4 separate regions of the Sus scrofa genome follow, and regions 2, 3 and 4 are each linked to region 1. A link is a contact called in public Hi-C and HiChIP or PLAC-seq data. All regions are on one chromosome and are shown on one strand. The core of a region is the stretch at or near the end of the contact, and the rest is flanking DNA. Distances in the headings are between cores, read along the strand shown. Region 1 holds the start of UBE2B (ubiquitin conjugating enzyme E2 B). Region 2 holds the start of TXNDC15 (thioredoxin domain containing 15). Region 3 holds the start of C2H5orf24 (UPF0461 protein C5orf24 homolog). Region 4 holds the start of DDX46 (DEAD-box helicase 46).

The links. Hi-C and Micro-C count contacts between places; a contact is called where the count stands out from the background. HiChIP or PLAC-seq counts read pairs in DNA pulled down with a chosen protein or histone mark.
Region 2: a contact with region 1 is called in a Hi-C map of skeletal muscle, with 4 times the contacts expected there. The contact joins the promoter of TXNDC15 here to the promoter of UBE2B in region 1. A contact is called at or near these places in 2 of 5 promoter capture datasets (fetal liver and liver), 5 of 47 Hi-C or Micro-C datasets (embryonic fibroblasts, fetal heart ventricle, heart right ventricle and 2 more) and 2 of 2 datasets of contacts at active chromatin or transcription factors (alveolar macrophages and skeletal muscle).
Region 3: a contact with region 1 is called in an H3K27ac HiChIP or PLAC-seq map of alveolar macrophages. The contact joins the promoter of C2H5orf24 here to the promoter of UBE2B in region 1. A contact is called at or near these places in 2 of 47 Hi-C or Micro-C datasets (embryonic fibroblasts and epiblast stem cells) and 2 of 2 datasets of contacts at active chromatin or transcription factors (alveolar macrophages and skeletal muscle).
Region 4: a contact with region 1 is called in an H3K27ac HiChIP or PLAC-seq map of skeletal muscle, with 2.3 times the contacts expected there. The contact joins the promoter of DDX46 here to the promoter of UBE2B in region 1. A contact is called at or near these places in 1 of 47 Hi-C or Micro-C datasets (heart right ventricle) and 2 of 2 datasets of contacts at active chromatin or transcription factors (alveolar macrophages and skeletal muscle).

The regions. Positions count from the first base shown.
Region 1 is chr2:136,651,500-136,654,180 of Sscrofa11.1, reverse strand. It overlaps UBE2B (ubiquitin conjugating enzyme E2 B), which reads right to left and starts at 1,366. Exons shown (of 6, transcript NM_001257356.1): 1 at 1,230-1,366. The coding sequence starts at 1,273.
Region 2 is chr2:137,059,641-137,062,321 of Sscrofa11.1, reverse strand. It overlaps TXNDC15 (thioredoxin domain containing 15), which reads right to left and starts at 1,334. Exons shown (of 5, transcript NM_001243618.1): 1 at 1,187-1,334. The coding sequence starts at 1,253. LOC102164851 (a long non-coding RNA gene) reads left to right here and starts at 1,816. Exons shown (of 2, transcript XR_002341915.1): 1 at 1,816-1,951; 2 at 2,614-2,681.
Region 3 is chr2:137,036,607-137,039,287 of Sscrofa11.1, reverse strand. It overlaps C2H5orf24 (UPF0461 protein C5orf24 homolog), which reads right to left and starts at 1,317. Exons shown (of 2, transcript XM_005655017.3): 1 at 994-1,317.
Region 4 is chr2:136,971,173-136,973,853 of Sscrofa11.1, reverse strand. It overlaps DDX46 (DEAD-box helicase 46), which reads right to left and starts at 1,324. Exons shown (of 23, transcript NM_001246268.1): 1 at 1,162-1,324. The coding sequence starts at 1,178.

The sequences.
Region 1 (2,681 bases), core at 117-2,616:
TACATTTTATGTATACATAGCGACTGCCATGTAATATGATACTTGAAATTAGTTTCCCCCCAAATGGCTCTTTTTAGTCAACCTCAAGCAGAATACAGATGACCATGGATATGCTGCCTGAGAGCCGTCCACTAAAGATAAAGGCTAAATTACAAATACATTCAATGATAAACTGGCCAAAGCCCCAAACAATGGCTTCCAAGGGCCTCACCTAAGGGTTTACAATGGTTGAGAGGTTACTTCCTGAATGACTAAGTTTTTACACTAAATATTTTGTCTCGATCGGGGTGGGTCTCCCAGAAACCCACTTAAAAATGTGCAGAGGAGGGCAATGCTAAGTCTTCTCTTTTTCTCCCCCTACCTCCAGGTATTGAATTAAAGGCAACAAAACTGAAGTCACTTCCTCCTCACTCATGCCAACACCTCCTTACACAACCCTGTTTTACAAAAGGAGGCCCAGGGAGTATCAGGTTAGCGCCAGACTCAAGGAAGGCATTTTTCCAGACTTTGAGGCTATAGATAGGGCTTTATACACCAGGCCACAGAGCTGAGTTCCAGAAGGCACTGGCAGCCGCCGTTGCCAGCCCTGAGTCCCAGGTCTCTACGCCAGTTCTCAAGGTCTTTTCAGGCGAGCGGGGAAGAGTCGGGTTTCAGAGGACGGGATAACAACCTCCGGCCCTCGCGCATCAGATCCCACCCTCGCTGAAGAATGGCAGGGGGTGTGTGTGTCTGCGTGAGCGTGTGGCGGGGGTGGGGGGGTGGGGGGGCAAGGTGGTCGCCCCAACCCTGGCCCTCGGAGGAGACCGCAGGCTCATCCAACAAAGCCAACTAGTGCAGCTACCGGGGGAAAGGTTTCTCAAGCGCTCGCTTTTAGGGCAGTGAGGGGGCACCACAAAGTGCAGCAGTGGGTGATGAGGTTTGGACGCCAGGGTGAGGCATCAGGCAACTGGCCCAAGTGGACAACAAGGAATCCTAGGACAGCCAAAGCCATCTTCTTACTTCTTCCGGGGGGAGGGGAGTGGTGAGGGGATATCGAAATTTCTTACGTCGAAGGAGTGAACAAGCAAGGCTGACGGACTGCGAACAGGGGCTAGGACTGGGCTTCCGTCAATCCCGGAGGGCCCACAGCGGCCCTCTTAGGGTCATGAGGGGAAGGTGTCCCGGATCCCCGCCCTGCAACCCCGCAGCTTGGGGAGGAGCCGTCATCCGGTGAAGATGAAGGCCCTTACCGCTTGAAATCTCGCATAAGTCTCCTCCGGGCCGGGGTCGACATGCTCCCCAGCTGCCCCGCGGTCAGTCCGAAAGAAAAGAGTCCCGCACAGCCCCCCCACCCCCCGGCGCGGCGGCCGAATCACTGTGGGTCACCGCCGCCGCCGAGGCTGCACAAACAACCCTGCAATGACGTCTCCCTCCGCCGCCTCCAGATCCCTCCGCCCTCCGCCGGTACCATGAAGTGAGGGGTTGGGGAGAAAGGGGTGGGAGGTAGGAGAGCTCTTTATGGGAGCCCTTCAGTAGGGACCCTATCCATTTTGGTTTCCTTAACTAGTCGACCAGTTATTGTGCTCTGTGCTCCGACTGGAGATTGTAGATCAGGAGATACTGAAACCGAAACACCAACTCGTATCCCCCTCTTTCACTAGCTTAGGCTCGACCGGGTGGGGAGAGAGGGACGTATCCGGGACCAGAGATTTCAGGGAAAGGAGGTGGGATGACGCAAGATCACGTGACTACCGGCGGCGTTGTCAACAATCCACCCCTGAGGGGGAGGGGACGAAGTATCTAGAACCACGTGTCCCTATGACGTGATTAGAACGGGTCACGTGAGAGCGTCGCCGGGATCTGAGTTTTAGCCAGGTTTTTGAACCGGGTGGTTAAATTGACGGGGCTCAGGGTGGATATACACCTTTATTACTTATGTCTCTGGTTTCTCTCATTAACAGCAATCAATGATGTGTCGGAAGCACTAGTTTGTTGTGTTTCTTAACTCTCTAAAACAGAGCCCCAAATAATTTGGATATCCCCACTGGTTGATTCAATGGCTTATCAAATATGGTATGTGGGGGAAGAGTGAAGGGACCTCCTTTTTTCTCATTGTTGAATGCTCAGGCTCCTAGCAAGTAAAATCCCTTGAAATGCTTCCTTAGGACCACCAAAATAGTCTGCATATACACTGCAGTGGGTTTCCAGGATTGGAAATTCTGGGCAGAGATAAAAGAACGGGTGTACAGGGTTTCCCGGGTGGTGGAGTGGTTAAGGACTCAGCACTCTCATTGCTGTGGCTCCGGACCTTGGCGTGCCGCAGGGGTGGTCAAAAAAAAAAAAATAGTGTACAGATTGTCTAATGTTGGTTTATAATCACTGTGGAATTACAGAATTTTGTTTTCCTTTATGGGTGTGCTCTCATGTGAGGATTTGTGTCACAGTCCATGGATTTAGCTAACATGGAGTATGGTTTTATTTGTCAAGAAATGTAGGGATTTGATCTCAAGAGTTTATCCATTTGTAGTTGGTGTCAAAGAAATCTAAAAGTATGATCAGATCTGGGGGATACTGCAGACATGGATGGGAGATTGTATCTAGAGACTGGGTAACTTATTTCACGTTTTTTTAGTGTAGCAAGTACGTGGCCTGAAACGTCCTCCACTATGGGACTCAGTGATGTTGACCATTGGGATTCAGAG
Region 2 (2,681 bases), core at 85-2,584, 410 kb before region 1:
ACACACACAAAAATCAAATAAGATGATGCTAAAAAGGCACTAAGCACACTGCCCGGCACATAGTGAGTCCTTTCATTACTTTTTTTTTTTTTTGGCTATTTCTTGGGTCGCTGCTGCAGCATATGAAGGTTCCCAGGCTAGGGGTGCAATCGAACTGTAGCCACCAGCCTACGCCAGAGCCACAGCCACACGGGATACGAGCCGCATCTTCGACCTACACCATAGGTGACAGCAAGGCCAGATCCTTAACCCACTGAGCAAGGCCAGGGATGGAACCCAAAACCTCATGGTTCCTAGTCGGATTCGTTAACCACTGAGCCACGACAGGAACTCCCCTTTCATTCCTTTTCAGTACTCAGCAAGCTGGCCGCTGGGCCTCTTTCTAGGACACCACAGGGAAAGTCAAGACCTGCCTACTCCTGTGAAGTTGTGAATGACAAGCAAGGCCAAAAGGGTCTGGACTTGAACAGGGGGACTGTGAGGAGTGGAGTGAAGGAGGCTGAGAGTAAGCCGTGCCTCCAGGTGGCTGCCTTCCCCAAGGTGAAAGCAGGTCTGGGAGCACCGGGCTGCCCTGGGAGTCTCCTGTCCTTTTCTCATCTATCCTTCACACAGGCACCTGAGCAAAAGCGGCCTTCTCAATAAAGCGGTCCAGCAGGGTGCACAGTACAGTGGGGGCTTTGCAGTCCAAAGCCAGTCTCTGCCCATTGCCAGAAGGGCAAACATCGACAGATGACTTAGTCTCTCTTGGCTCAGCATCTTCATCTGTAAGGGTCGGTGGGAGGACGAAATGAGATCGTGGTGGAAAGCACTGCGCACAGTTCCTGGCTCCTAATAAAGCCACCATTCATGTCGCTTTCATTATGACGACTATCATTAATAATAAAGTGCTCGCTCAGCACATGAGGTTCCGCCTTGGTAAGCACTTCATTCCCGACTGACAGCCACCTGCTCAGGGGCCTAAACACGTCCCGGGCATCTCGCCCCGCCGCCCCCCACGCCAGACCTGGAGCGGGGACCACCGGGAAAGAGGTCTGGACGACGCGGGGAGAGGCGCTCCGGTGGGCGCCTGGGAGAGGCCAAGCGCGCAGAGCAGGCCTTCGCGCAGGTGAAAGAGCATTGCCGGGGGAGCCCGCCGCCTCCCCGGGCATTTCGCACACAGCCGCCGGCGCCCCCAGCCCGCACTCACCTTCCTGGCCGCGGGCCGGAGGCCCCAGCACCCATAGGAGTACCTGCCACCAGCCAAGGAGTCGCATGGTGCGGGGCGGGCGGCGGCCGCACCACCCAGGCCGAAGGGCAAACGGCGCACGGCCGCGCGAGGCGCGCTCTCCGCCGCAGGAAGGCAGGGGGAGGAGAGCCCGGGAGCGCGGGCGCGGCCCCGCGCCGCCATCCTGGCCGCTGGCAGCCTCCTCCGCGGGCGCCATCTTGGAGTCGGGCGGCCGCCTCTGGCCTCTGGCCTGCGCCGTGGGGCCCCGGGCCGTTTAGGAGCCAATCGCCAGCCGTCTCGGATCTTTTCGGTTTCCGGGCCCCCAAGTCCTGGGCGAGCTTCCACGAAAGCCCATTACCTTCTTTCTTCACACGGCAGTGGGGGCCTTGGCGCTTCGTTCCCCGGCCGGAAAGCCCCAGAGGCTTCTTCCTCGAGTGCCCCATCGAGGGTCAGTTCGCCGCGTCGCCTGCCTTACGTGTGCTACCCTTTAAAAGTTCCCAGGTGAAACACGGGATGCCCAGTTAAATGTGAATTTCCCATAAACACATAACATGTAATGTTCCCTTTGTATTTTGGCTGTTTGGACAGAGGCACTTACACATGTTAGAATTGTTGTCTTTCAGTAAATGCTATAGATAGAGCCTCTGAGGACAACTCAATAAATCCAGCCAACAGGATAGAATGCACATTTGACTGTCTCGCCACCAGGTGGCACATGCACTTATTTTCAGTGAGGAATGCCTTCAGGTTTGAAACTGATTTTATTTTCGTTTCTGGGGAGGTTGGGGGAGAAAGTTGGCATCCTGCTCTTTCTTTGCCTGAAGTGAATTCTGTGCACCAACAGCATAGGCCTGGGGATTTTCCAGACAAGAACGTGACAATAATTGGAATTGTTATGCACAGCTACACACTTGTACTAAGGCTGTTTTGTCCGCCTTGATAAGGTTTGCCTAGATTTTTTAAATCTGATGAGTCATGAGAACCTCTTTCTCTCTCTCCCTCATCAACAAAGTATTTACTTCATTCAGATCACCGTGGCAAAGTGTATTTGACAATGACTTCCATGCCACAATAATATTCGCCATCCCACATGCTCTTGTGCAAAGTAATTTTGCCACTGCCCCATCAGTAGATAGAACCTAATTCCCCTCCCCCTGAATCTGAGTGGGCCTGTGATTGACATATAACCAACAGAATGTAGCCGTATATGAAATGATCCTCTATGGCTTCTGAGGCTACACAGCCCTATCCTTTATTGCTGGGAGGCTTGCACACGTGTATTGACCGACACAGTAAGTAGAAGGATGTCCTGAGGTTGCTATGCTCTGCGGAAGTTCGAACTTGCTTGCAAAGAAATGCCGGAAACTACAGGCTCATCACCAGCTGATCTCAACCCTATTCTGTTCCAGCTTCAGCCACCACTGGACTGCTACTGCCTGAGAGACCAGAGCCAGAAATGCCCAGCTTGAGCTCTTTC
Region 3 (2,681 bases), core at 68-2,567, 390 kb before region 1:
TCAGCTCTTCTCTATGAAATAATTCCTTTCCCATCTCGTGAATGTGGAGGCATTACTGCCAACATAGAGAACGCTTTAACTATTTTTAGTAACTTCACAAAGCATTCATTTTTAGGCATCGAGAGATTCTTCCTTTCCTGAAGCCCAAGATCTGCTCTCTTCCAAAGAGCAAACAACACATAATTGTCAGACGTTTATCTCAGGTCATTCTGGCTTGTAACGACTAAAGAGAATCACAACACGATTTTATAATTCTAAGTGAAAGTCCATTTGTGATCGACCTCAATCAGAAAGTCTGTTCAGCAAAAGCTAAAACAAAAGCCAGTCGTTACGCCTCCTGGCCCACCCCGGAAAGTTTTGATACTAGGTCAGAACATAAATAACGGCTTTCTTTGTCTTCTTTCAACTCCTTAATTGTGCCCCACGGCGCCGTTTCCCCGGCGCTGGAATCCTTACTTGACTTGAGGCGTCTAGAAATGTATTACCTGTCGTTAGCCGACAGCGTTTGCTGATGTATTAACAATGACAACTTTGCAGGAGATACACACCCACCCTACAGAAGGAGCTGTGCGCCCTCCGATAATCAAAACTGATAGCCTACTGTCCATGCACTCGGAGTTGTGCAAGCTGTACAAGTCCACCGCTCCATCTAGACTCCATCTCGAAGCCCACAGGCATTAATTTAAAGTGGTGGAGGGTGACTGCCGATTTCTCTCTCTCAAAGAGAAGAAAAGAAGCCGTGACCCCTCCCCCAGCCACAGGAGGCATTTCCCCCCAATAATGGCTCCAAGCCCGGGGAAGAGCAGGCACGGCCGGGGCCCCTCCTCTCGCTCCCGGCTAGGCCAGAGCCCCTCCTCGGGCGCAGGTCGGCGATCTCTCTCTCTCCAGCCCGCAAGGCCCCCCGTTTCCGTCCCTTCCGTGCGGTCTCCACGAGCTCCCGCGGCCCGTACTCTGCTTCCGGCCAGTCTGACAAAACCCCGCGAGCCCACCTACCTCAGCCGCTAGTAGCCCGGCCCCTCAGCGCGTCCAGGGGCTGCCCATCGGCTGGGATCCTCACGCTGGCACCGCTCCCCTCCCAGCCCGGCGCCTCTGCACTGCACGGAGAGCCCAAGAGAGAAGGACAGGCAGCGAGGGCGGCAGCGGCGGCGACGCCGACCCTGATCCCCGGCTCAGACCTCAACCACTGCTCACGGTCCTTCTCGGGACCGAGGAGGAAGAGGCCGCTACAGCCCCGTACGGCGAGGAGCGGCGTGCGCGAGCTCGCGAGGACCGCGCACGCACACGCACACGCGCATCGCGAGACCCAATCTCCCGCCCGACGGCCAGCGCGCAAGCTTGGGAGAGTGGGACAGGGAGCCTGGCTGCGCTTGCGCTGCGTGGGGACGGGCGGGAGGCGGGGCTTAGGCCCGAGCTGCTCGGGTTCTGGGGCAGGTTGGGGGCCACAGAGGGTATGATTTACTGATGTGAATTTTGACTCCAGTTTTGTGACGCTGTAACTACTGCTGACCCCGTTTTTCAGATTACAGGACTAATAAATGATGGAGTCAGGATTTGAACCCAGCATTTCTGCTGTAGAAACTGCTTTTAATTGCTGTTGGCAAAAAGATTTAATAATGCCTTACTGTGCTGAGTGCTGCCCAAAGTATATTAAAAGGACTCAGCTGCTGCACTTTACTTACTTATGGGGGGTGTGTGTGAAACCTCCACTTGTAAATAAAATGGGCGATATTCAAATATGAGGTGTTTGGACCCTCAGTCCTAGGATCATGTGATAATGAAAAACCTCATTTTGTGAGGCTAATTTTTTCAATTCAAACAATTTTTATGACCATGACCACCTCTGAATTACCATAGTCCTCCCACCATTGCAGAAAGGGATGGGACAAGCAGTATGCCTACAAAATCCCCCTATATGTAGCTACTGAGAGGTTTCTGGCATATCGGTCACCCCAAAAAAGCCACTCATTAGAAGGGATTAGTTTCCCCAGTTCTTCCTGCGGTGAATTCGAAGATGTCAGAAAGGTGAGGATCCAGAATTAGGAAGACTGCTGAGAGGAAGATACTTCTTTGACAGCATGAAGAGGATCAAGACTGTATGAGGAAGTCATTCTTAGCACTGAATTCTACCACAGGACAGCACTTGGCCCAGTGCTGCTGCCAGTAGGAAATAAATCAGCAACTTTTCTGGGTGAATACACAAGCCAGGACGCAGACCAAACACAGTACATAGAAAGGAAAGCTCATTCTGGCAGGGTTTCATAGCATGATTCTAATTACTCCTATATGATACTAGAACACAGGACTGATTGTACTAGTATTATCCATATATAAAAGAATACCAGGGAGTTCCCATTGTGGCTGAGAGGGTTAAGAACCTGACATCGTGTCTGTGAGGATGAGGGTTCAACCCATGGCCTTGCTGCAGTGAATGTCACAGATGTGGTTCAGAACCGGTGTGGCTGTGGTGTAGGCTGGCAGCTGAAGCTCAGATTCAACCACTAGCCCAAGGAACTTTCATATGCCGCAGGTGTGGCCATAAAAAGAAAAAAAATATATATATAGGAGTTCCTGTTATGGCTCAGTGGTTAACGAACCCAACTAGTATCCATGAGGACTTGGGTTCAATCCCTGGCCTCACTCAGTGGGTTAAGGATCTGGCATTGCCGTGAGCTGTGCTGTAG
Region 4 (2,681 bases), core at 75-2,574, 320 kb before region 1:
AAAGCGTGCGAATGACATCATCTTTTTTATCTGAGAGGCCGCTGCTCTGGCCACAGTGTGGAATCAACTAGGAGAGCAAGATCAGAGGAAGAGAATCAATTTGAGACATGTGTAGCAGTCTGAGCAAGAAATATTTAGGGCGTGAATTAAGTCAAAGAGAGCAGAAATGTCCACAGGTTCTATCATCTAAATGGATGCAGGCAGAAAGAGAGAAAAAAGGGAGTCGAATAAATATCACTTCCAGGTTTCTGGTCTAGATGGCCAGAGGAACACCAATGATTCCACGGAGATTTAAAAGACCTTCAAAAGAATTTTCTGTAGTTAAGGAAACACTTTATGCAGGTGACAGTTACACAGTGTATATATTTGCTCAATTTCATCAGCTCCACCGTTAAAGCTTTGTCCATTTCCCTGAATGTTAATCACACCTCACTCAGTGAACTACTATTACCTTACTCACCTATTATTTTTATCCTAGATATAAATGATCTTTCAACCACCTCTAGGTATCAAGCAAATATGCACTTTCAAGATTAAAAACCTGAAGATCCCAAATCAGGTAACAAGCTAAAGAGATGCGTTCTAGTAAGAGCTCCTAGTTTCGAGTTTAAAAAGGATTAAAAAAAAAAAAAAGTACTTAAATTGAAACCTATCTGCGAAATATATGTCCAGGCAACAAGCATTTATTGCAGCCCAGTAAAAGCCCAGTCATGAAGTGCTGTAGGTATGTTAAGTGTTTGACCACATTGTGCTTTCGACGTGAAAAAATGCCACAAGCGCACAAAGAACTGACGTAGAGAGCGATAGAGGCTAAAGAAACATGGCAAACGCGAGGCGGTTAGGAATCCAACTGGGATCGCTTCTGACTGAGGCAAGCAGGGTAAGCGCGGAAACGGCGGGATGCGGTTGACGTCCCGGAGGGGTGTTCCCGCTCCAGCGACTCGAACCGGTCGAAAGCACTGCAAGGGAACCTCGGGCCCGCTGGCGGCCCAATTACAGAGACAACGTCGGCAGAGGTCCCCCAGCTCCTCCGGTGGCACCGGCCAGCCGCTGGCCACACGTGGGGCCGCACCGGGATAGGCCGGGCCCCGAGGCCACCGCAACTCCCGCCTCTTCCCCCACGCCAAGGAAGCCGCTCGCCCGCCCGCCGCGCCGCCTCACCGAGACTCCCGGCCCATGCCGCCGGCCGCGGGAAAGCGGCGCCCTTCGGGACCACGCGCACAAGTACCGCACAACGTAGGAGGCCGCGCTGCCCTCGACTCGCCGGGCGAGGAGCAGCACTAACAAGCGGCAGCAGCCACAGTGGCAGCGGCCCCCGGAGCGCGGCCAACGAAAACAGGATGTGTTGGCGCCAGCGGCAAGAGGAAGGAAACGGGAGCCCGGAAGCCGCTCTGGCTCCACAGCGCCCCCGCTGGGCTGGAGGCCGCACAGCGCTGGCCGCGCCGAAAAAGGTTGGCTCGTCTGCGTTTTCCCTGCACAGCCGCGAAAGACCTGGCGTGTGGGTGCGGTGGGGGGCGGTGCCTCAGCCTTGCAAGCCCTCGACAAGGTCTTTTAAGCAAGGGCCACCGAAGCGCCATAAGCACTGCGAGCTGTCCCAGGCCCTGTAGGGACATCGCCCTTCACATGAGCTAAGTGATGCTACAAACATCTCCATCTTCATTCACTGTTACTTATTTATACATTCATTCATTTATATATATTGTTACCTGTCGAGCATGTTCTAGATCCTGGTGAGCTTTCAATCTAGTGGCAGATACGGGCATTAAGGAAAACACAAGCAGGTATAATACAACAGGAAAAAGATTCTGCGATAGGAACGGAGTTCGCAAAAAGAGTTCCCTGAAGAAGTGACCGTTTAGAGGTGAGATTTGAAGACTAGAGTTAACCTGGAGTTAACTTGGTGAAGGGGATGAAAAGCAGAAAACAGGTACATTAGATTATAATGGTTCTCAACATTGCCTTCACTTGGGAACTTAAAAAAAAAAAATATATATATATATATATATACATATATATATATATATATAAAATGTATGTATGTATATATGGATTCGTGTGTTCCACTCTAATATTCTGATTTGATTGGTCTGGAGTGCTTCCTGCATATTGGGACTTTTCCATCTTTCCAGGTGATTCTGAAGTACAGTCCCAAGGGAGAGACCGACTCACCTTGTGGAAGGCGCAGTAAAATGTTGTTGTTTTAGCAAAAGGCTGTAGAAGTGTTGGAGAGAGGTTCTCATTTACTTTACATGCTTCTGGGGTAGTTCATGTTCTTATATCTAAGGGTGATAAGAAAATCTCCATATTTTTCCTGTGGCAGTCATTGCATGGATGCATGCCAAAATTTATTAAACTGCACACTTCAAATTGGTGTTTTACTGTATATAAATTTTACCTCAGTAAATTTGATTTTTGAAAGAATGAAACCAGGAGTTCCCTTCGTGGTGCAGCAGGAACGAATCTGACTAGGAACCATGAGGTTGCGGGTTTGATCCCTGGCCTCACTCAGTGGGTTGAGGATCCGGCGTGGCCGGGAGCTGTGGTGTAGGTTGCAGATTTGGCTCAGATGCTGTGTTGCTTTGGCTGTAGTGTAGGCTGGCAGCTACAGGTCCAATTAGACCCCTAGCCTGGGAACCTCCACATGCCAAGGATGCAGCCCTAAAAATACCAAAAAAAAGAAA